Linked DNA regions of Capsicum annuum: region 1 is linked to region 2. A link is a contact called in public Hi-C data. All regions are on one chromosome and are shown on one strand. The core of a region is the stretch at or near the end of the contact, and the rest is flanking DNA. Distances in the headings are between cores, read along the strand shown.

Region 1 (4,303 bases), core at 1,024-3,523, 41 kb after region 2:
AAGCCCAAGATATTATCATATTCTAGAGACCCAAAGGAGTGACATGTGTCAGATGACGTGGCATGTCAAGTCAAATGAAGAAGTCAATAGGACCATGCAACATGACAAAATGATGCAGCATGCCTGGTAAAATCAAAAGCCCATAAAAGGCGTCACACCACTTGAATTTGATTGGACAAAGGAAGTCCCTCTTCAACATGATTCTTCCGTTTCTACAACTATAAATAGGGGTCTCATAATTCAAAAAAAGGAACGAAGAACTCTAACAAGAAACAAGAGAAAACTCGTGGATCAAAGGTTGCAATTTCTCTACAAAGCTCAAGCATTCAAATCCAGTTCATCAAGATACAAGATCAAGACTGCAAGGTTCAAGAACAAAATCAAAAGCCCTGGAATTCAAGAACAAGTCAAGATCAAATCCATCAAATGCTTAAATCAAGTTCAAGCTTGAAGCCCTTGAATTTATATTTGAAAAGGTGAATCGGAGGATTCATAGAGATTGTAACACTCATTTTCTAGAATTAATAAAATGATTATTGCAATATTTTTCTTGTCTCAATTATTATTTTTCAGTCTCAAAATATTGTCCAACAACAACAATCAAAAAAATTTAACCACAAGAAGTTAAATATAGAAAGAAATAATTTACCATTTCATTATGAAAGTTTTAATTCGTAAATTTATAGTATAACTTGTGCATTCACTATTCCCGCTAACTCATTCATGTGTGTCTTCAGCGAGTCACTATTGGATTTGATTAATCTTTCAATTCCATCGTCTACTCGATAATTCAGTAATGACTTTTTCTTTAAATATAAAAAGACTTGAATATTGTAAAATTGGTCTACACCTTCACATCTGAATTGCTTTTCTCTCTCACTCAATTCTATGAAAAAGTAGAATTTAGCCAAACAAAAAAACAAATATACTTTCCTTTTGGTGATTAACAACAAATAATTTGCAGTTGTCAAAATTGTTCTCTTAAAATTTTTTAATTTCCTCCAGTTATTCTCTATAATTGTGCTTGTAGCCTCTTCTTTTTTACCATAAATAAAAAAGAGATCGCCCAGTGTACTAAAGCTTCCGCTGTGTCTAGAGTTCGGAGAAGAGCCCCACCACAAGAGTGTATTGTACGCAACCTTACCTTGAATTTCTACCAGAGACTATTTTCATAGCTTGAACCCACGATCTCCTGGTCACATGACAGTAACCTTACCAATTACTCTAAGGTCCCCTTCCTTTTTGACCATAAATGTGAGCATATATTTTGTACGCATTGTAATCACGTGTATGTGTGCATGAAAATTACCTACCACATAGGTGTAATGATTGTTCTTTTAAAAATTATCGATGCACTCAAATCATTACTGACCATGTCTTTCTTCGTTGATTACTTTATCTACGGAATCGTCAGAAACAACCGGTTCTACTGAAATAACTACTCAACTTTGGATCTATAGCTTGAAGATATTCATAAAGACATGGGCTATGTATTTATGCTTATATCCTCTTCTTTTTGTCTATGAATGAGAGAATATATTTTGTCTGGTGTGTGCGTGTGATAATTCTCTTAATATTTAAAATAAATATCTAATTCTTTTCATATATTTTAGGAGTACTTAATTTTATATTTTTCTCTTACCATATATCATAGGAGGTCTTAATTTTACTTAATTTAGAAGTCCTTTCTAATGATTCTCTGCCGGACTTTGCTGAGAAACAACATATTTACAAAGTGGGCATCATGCATATAGGTTCAAGTAATTGAACCTCTAATTTTGTATTGATCCTAAAGTGAATCAACTTATAGGATTTTTGTTACCATTTATTTTATTTTAAGATTCATTTTTTATTTACATAAGGAAAAAGAAAATTACTAACATTAATTTATCATATATTTGAACACATTTTAATTTTTAAATAAATAGTCAATTAATTAGTCAAGAAAAAAATTGAACAGGCGATTTTGTCTAAAGCGGAGACTTTTAATTAAGGGAAAAAATTTCAATCGATATTTCTAACAACCTTCACATCTTTAATATATTAGAGATAAATATTAGAGATTGATATTAGAAATAGAGATTAGAGATAGAGATAGAGATAAAGATAGAGATTAGAGAGAGATAAACATAGAGATAAAGATAGAGATATACACTAATGGAAATTACCCCTATGGCAACGAATTTTTTGGCGACGGTTAAACAAGCGTTGCAATAGGTGGTCTATTGCAACGGTTGCAAGCGTTGCCGAAAATAATTATTCTGTTAGCTACAACTTAACACTATAATCGCTGCCTTAGACATTAAGTGTTGCAATAGATAAATAAAAGAAACTATTGCAACACTTATAAGGAAAATTTTATCAAGTCCGCCAATAAGAAAATATTTTAATACTAAAATATTTCAACATTTAAACCTACTCTGATCCAATATGCTCATTCACTTAAACATTTCAACACTTAAACGACGGCTGTAAAAGTGCGATTTCAACATTTGAATTTCTTGGAAGCTGCCAGTGCCGGTACTGAGCTGCCGGTATTTTCTTGGAAAAAGAAGAAAATTAGGGCTAATTTTGTTTGAGGTATGTATGTTCTGTTGATTTTTGCAATTAGTGAAAATTAACGTCTTTTGGACCCCCGTTTTTCCTGCTCCGTTTGTGGGGTTTTCACTAATTGTATGTATCATTGTTCTTTTGAGATTACTTGCTTGTGGGTTTTCTATATTTTAGCTACATTTGTTGTTAATTTCTCTAATTTTGATTGTGGGTGTTATGTTTTTCCTTGAATTTGGCGTGCGTTTAGTTTTTTGGGTTTCTAAATTATGGGTTTCTGATTCTTCTAAAGCTGTTAGTGTTGTGTCTAAGGATTTACAGGAGGTTTTGCAGTCTAATTTTGATGAACTTCCTAGGAGTTTGAAGCATTTATCTAAAATTACAAGATCTGAGGAATTTACCAATTCTGTGGTTAGAGTCTCGCAGGCTCTAATAGATGGGATATTAAGGGGTTATGGGATTGAAAATAAGAGTGAGATTGAGGAGGTGGGTGGTTTAAATTTTGTTGATAAGGTTATGGATAGAATGATGGGTACTGTTGGGACTAGATTTGACCAGCAGAAGTTTCGTTTTTTCTACATCCACGTCAAGAAACCTATAGAGACTCAAATAGTAGTTCAAGGTCATTGACTCTTTACCTCAAAGCTATAAGTTTTATATTTTTCTTCTCCTTTTGTTTCATATTCAGACTGGTATAAAAAAGTCTTAATTTTGGTCCGCGGAAGGGTCAGACCACAGGATCTATTTGTGCTCAGCCTTACCTTGCCCGAAGCTATTTCCACGGCTTGAACCCATCACCTCCTGGTTTGAATAAGGACCTCAACCATTTCACTTCCAACTTTCGACAAGTTAGGACATAAAATGTAACATCTCTGGTAACATATAGTGATGGACAATATTTTCCTTTTGTTCTATTAAAGAGTAGATATTGACCCACAAAAGTAGCAAATATAATGAGTTAAAGAAAACATAAACTTTGGCTTCAAGGGTTCAACTTACATCCAGGAATCTGTTCCTTTCCCTCTCTACCTTCCTAGAATGCCTCTCGTTTTTCTTTTTCACTTCAAAACTTTTGTTGCTGTGAAATAGAGTTTTCAAGAAAGAGAAAAAAAATATACAAACATTTAAAGAAATGTGAACAAGTTTCTTTATGAGATGGAAAGTAATCAAATATATCCAAGATATTGAATTTGGCAATCTTTTACGGACAACAAGAACCAATTAAAGGCAAAAGTATATATAGAATGTAATGATTTTACCATACATAGTTGTTTAAGCTTATCATCATACCTATGTTTCCCCTTTTTTTAGTTGCTTGTTCTTCAGTAATCTGTGCATTGTATTCTAAAATCTCTGGCTTGGAAGTCTTTTGTCGCATCAAACTTGCAGGTACATGAATATCTGAAAAAATTCTAGCATGGATTTCATCAGACGATTTAGTTCAAGTTTTACCTATATAATTCGACCAACATGACTTAAACGATGGAATACATTTAGGATTGCCATCAAAATTGACAAATGAAAATTTTTCCTTCAATTGGACAAACCTTGAATCCACTTTTTTGGATATCATTTACTAAACAGAAAATTATTGTGCCAAGTGATGATATATTGGCAGACAGCCAATTAGGAGGGAGAGGCACGACCTGTGTTATGCCAAACTACCGTGCAGACTGGTTTGGAGCGTAATACTTCACACCATCTTTAGATGTAATTGATTTGTCCATAAAAAGGCCATAATAGAGGTCTCGCT
Region 2 (4,140 bases), core at 1,288-3,787:
TGGGTGGGAGTTAAAGGTTTAACTCTCAATAAATAATAATCTTATAAAGGGAGAAAAAGGATAAAAATCAGTAAATCAATGAGCAAAGTAAAAAAGAAATATGAGCTTCAAAGAAGAGGCCTCAAAAAGAAATGAGCGTATAAATATTTGTCATTTAACCACATACTTACCTTCACAACTGCATTAAGAAAAGCTGCATCTTCAATGATACCAGTTTCAACCTGGAAAAGAAAATCAACTTAGATAAAGTGGTATAGAACAACTAAAGACAACATGTAACTTCTTTTCTGGGACATGACAAAGTGGAAAGGACTTACCTGCACCAAAACAATATAATCAATGATATAACTATTAAGGATGAAAAAAACAGGTGAATAGAAGCTAAAATGGAAAGAAAATTGAAGTATCAACATCCAAGTGAACTTTGATCCTATGCCTGAGAACAGTCCAATAACTAGAAAAATCAATCTCAAGAATATTGCTGCTGTCTTCTAGCACTGCCAAAGGACAAAACAAAAGCAAAAAGCAGAAGAAAATGCATATGGTATCCAACCAGGCAAATTAATGACTCCTACGTGCAGATCTAGAACATCACAGTGTGATCAAAGTATGGAAGAATCAAAGCATGAGAAGAATAAAAAGGCTTTTCAGGTTCTCAACAGCCCCACCACCACCATCCTTCCCTTGTCACCCTGCTATTTCTTCTTAACAACTCTCTCATGAATGAGAAATAAAAACAGACACAAAGACAACAGAAACAGAAGAGGTATTACGACTGTCAACGTACCTGCAGCTCCTTTGACTCAAATGGAGCTCCCTTCCCTACTCCTTTCCTCTGAAGACCAGACGATTTAAATGCAGTTAATTGAGATTGTCCCGTTTCATTTTTGTTGCTTCTGCCATCTTTATTTGCTAAATGCCTTTCATCTTTTGATCTCCATCGGAAGTTCTGTTTACCAACTGCTTTCTGAATCCATCCTTTGCTTGTTAGCTAAAATCTTTACTCATGAACAAAAAGAAAAATACCTTTTTCTAAATTATAACACATTAATGTGACATGCGGCACTGCCATATATATTGAAAACATGAACACATAAGAGCAATTCAGTCTGTATGAATCATCAAATTTACATGGGAGGAACTAACAACAACAACAATTGTGTGTTTCCTTCACAAAAATCCTTCACGGGTTATACCTTTTTCATCCAAGTGAGAGTATAATTTGTGAATCCCAACTTCCCTAGATATCTTATAATCTTTCTATCAGCTATAGTCCTTCACATTTGGATATTGGAGAATATAGTCATGTCACATCCTATGCTTATATCTTTCTAGTGTCAACCAGGAGCGGAACCAGGGTACAGCAAGTTCGTTGAAAATTCACACTATAAATATAAGGTCAAAATTAATTTTACGTATATATAACAAATACTAGATCCCCTTGATTGCTTCGTGTGTTTAATTTTTTTATATTTTGAACCCCCTTAATGAAAATACTGGTTCCACCACTGGTGTCTACTACCTAGCAAATAGCAATAAAAGCATTTGTGTGCTTTCTTACAAAAATCCATTGAACCCAAAATCTTGAACTTCTCTTCATTTGTCATTTTTAGCACTAACCTCGAGCCTGTGTTGCTCGGACCCTTCAAAATGTCAGCAGGGGGATGTGGATGTTGGGTTCTCCAAAAGTAGTGTATACTTGGAGAATTTTGGAGAATCCGACACGAGTGCGCATCGAAGGTGAAGAGTCCGCACAACTTAGCCTCGACCAGTGGTGAATTTATATGGTAAATTGTGGGGCACGTGACTCTCCATAAGCTAGGTGTTTTATGTATATATTATCTAAAATTGATATAATATTATCTGATGTCATCTCATCCATGCTACAAGAAGGCTAAAATGGTGCATTTGATTGAATGTTGGGGATCAATTCCCATTTATGCATTTATTTTTTGTTGTTGTTTTAGTGGCTGCACCATGTTCTATAAATGCTAGATTCACCTCTGAGGTCTTGGAATTTATGATATTAGTAATTGTAAACGTAAACTTGGTACTACTGTCTTGAACACCAATGGAAAGAACAAAAGGGACTAATGTCAAATCATAAACTAATATGTGGGCATTTTCTAAAAGTGAACTGTCAGAAAAGCAATAAAAAGAACCGAGATTTGGAACAACTGAAATTAAAATTAAACAAGTATTAATAGAGAAAAAAATGAAAGTATGTAGCAATAAATTTACCTGAGAAGGGGAATGAAATGATGAATTTTGATGTAAAGCTTTAGGAATAAATAAAGAAGACGAAGAGGACAGGCGGTGAGATGTTAAAGAGGAGAATGAAGTGCCGGCAGTGAACCAACAAGCTGCAGCTGCAACTGCCATCTATTACTAACTAATGCACCAAATGCAATTGGACAACCAGTGAAGAGTGAAGACTAATAACAGGAAAATGTAGTGTTTCCTTATCCTAAACTACTCTACTTATTCGCAACCCTTTTGAGTTTCATTATGCTGTCAAACACATATCCCTAACTTAATTGATTTTTTTAGCTTTAGATCCAAATTATCAAGGATTTGAGTTTTTTTAACCTAAATATCACTTATTACTTATTAAAATATATCTCAAATAAAAAGTATACAATGAATAATTTGGGTATTAAATATTTTTAAAAAAAATTATATATTGATAGATAATTAATAATAATTCAGTTAAAAAACTCAATCAATTGATAATTATCTTTAATTTGATTTTCTCTTGCATTGTTTCGCTTTTATGTTTCAAATTTGTTGAGCAAGACATTCTTGTCCTTTTCGTAGGAATTTTTGGTTAAATGGCCTATTAGCCAAATTTTCTCCTTTTTGTACTCTTCATTTTTCATCGTGATTTTTTTCATCTTTTCCCTCCTCCGATCATTGTTCTCCATTATCATATTGTGGTCCTTCAATCTCCGACCATAGATTGTAGCTATCCAGCGTGAATCCTTTAGTTTATTTAGTTTCTTTGCTTTCGGAGGTTCTGCATCGTTAAAGGTTTGTAGTATTGATTTAATATTGTAGTGTTTTTAGATTGCGATTAGGTTTTTTGTGTTGAATTTGTTTAAATGCGCCAATATTATGCTAATTGTATATGTTTTGCAAAGTGATTTAAAAAGAAAAACTTTGTAAGATATTATGTATAGTTTGAAGTCCTCCCATTTGCAATAGAGTATTATGCTCATGTGCTTGTACTTTTCGTGAATTTTTCTTTTCTTAAGTATTCAAAATTTTGCACATGGTGGATTAGAGTTTTTAATCTATGAATTGAGGTTTTTTTCAATGAAGTCTCATGTTTAGTGATACTAGCGTGGATCCTTCAAAATCATTTACTCGTATTAGAGCAAAAAAGCTTCAAGATTTTCAAAACATGTTTGCTAGGAAAAAGGCTTAGAGGAACTTGAAGGGTGTCAAAGGAAGGCATTCAATTTATGAAAGGTGAATCGATGTGAAGAAGGAGAAGAGAAGAGAGTGAAACAAAGTCCTTTTATTAAGGACATATTTGTAAAAACAAATTGTCATTTTATCTTCTTGAGGACATTTCCTTATTTTGCATGGGAGTTTTGATGAATATTGACATTTTTGAGAAATTATATTTTCTTAGTAAATTCCCTTAAAGAAATTAGTGAAGTAATTAGTGTAGTTAGTGGGTTAATTAGTGTTGATTTTGAAATTGTTAGTGAACTTTTGATTTGATTAATGGAAGAATTACCCATTTGTGGTTCAGTTTCATTGATTGTTCAAGTTTGAATTTGTGTTTTGAGTGTTGAAATTAATTGAGAGGAGAGGGTATCAAGTCCCTTGTTGCCCATAATTTCAACACTTAGATACTACTCCAAATATTTATTTATTTTTTTTTGTCTTCTCTTTTTCTTGTTTTCCCTCTTTCGATTCTTATCATTTTGGTAACAAAGGCCTAGGTTAAGGTTTGTTTCCACAAATCTTAATCTTGGGATTTTGACCTCTTAAAAAATCTCAAAAAAAAAATTATCTTCCAAAAATTTCAAAAAAAAATAAACTTTTTTTTATTTGTTTATTTGACACTAGATCTTGATTTCCTTGTATATTTTTAGCCTAAATCTCGACTTTCGTGCGATTTTGAGGTGT

What was found. A called contact is a pair of places that touch in the nucleus more often than the background predicts.
Region 1: a Hi-C map of bud shows a contact between it and region 2, with 2.1 times the contacts expected there. The contact joins the enhancer-like site here to the promoter of LOC107863973 in region 2. A contact is called at or near these places in 3 of 5 Hi-C or Micro-C datasets (bud, leaf and placenta).

What each region holds. Positions count from the first base shown.
Region 1 is chr3:34,204,223-34,208,525 of UCD10Xv1.1, forward strand. It overlaps the pseudogene LOC107863972. Among protein-coding and RNA genes, the nearest start is that of LOC107866394, 24 kb to the right of the region's middle. Within about 2 kb of position 2,274, at least 5 of the 5 cell types and tissues checked have an H3K27ac peak or open chromatin away from gene starts, as enhancers often do. A contact at or near this core is called in bud and leaf, where this site is marked.
Region 2 is chr3:34,162,652-34,166,791 of UCD10Xv1.1, forward strand. LOC107863973 (protease Do-like 2, chloroplastic) reads right to left here and starts at 2,538. Exons shown (of 21, transcript XM_047409284.1): 1 at 2,242-2,538; 2 at 788-967; 3 at 171-221. The coding sequence starts at 2,382.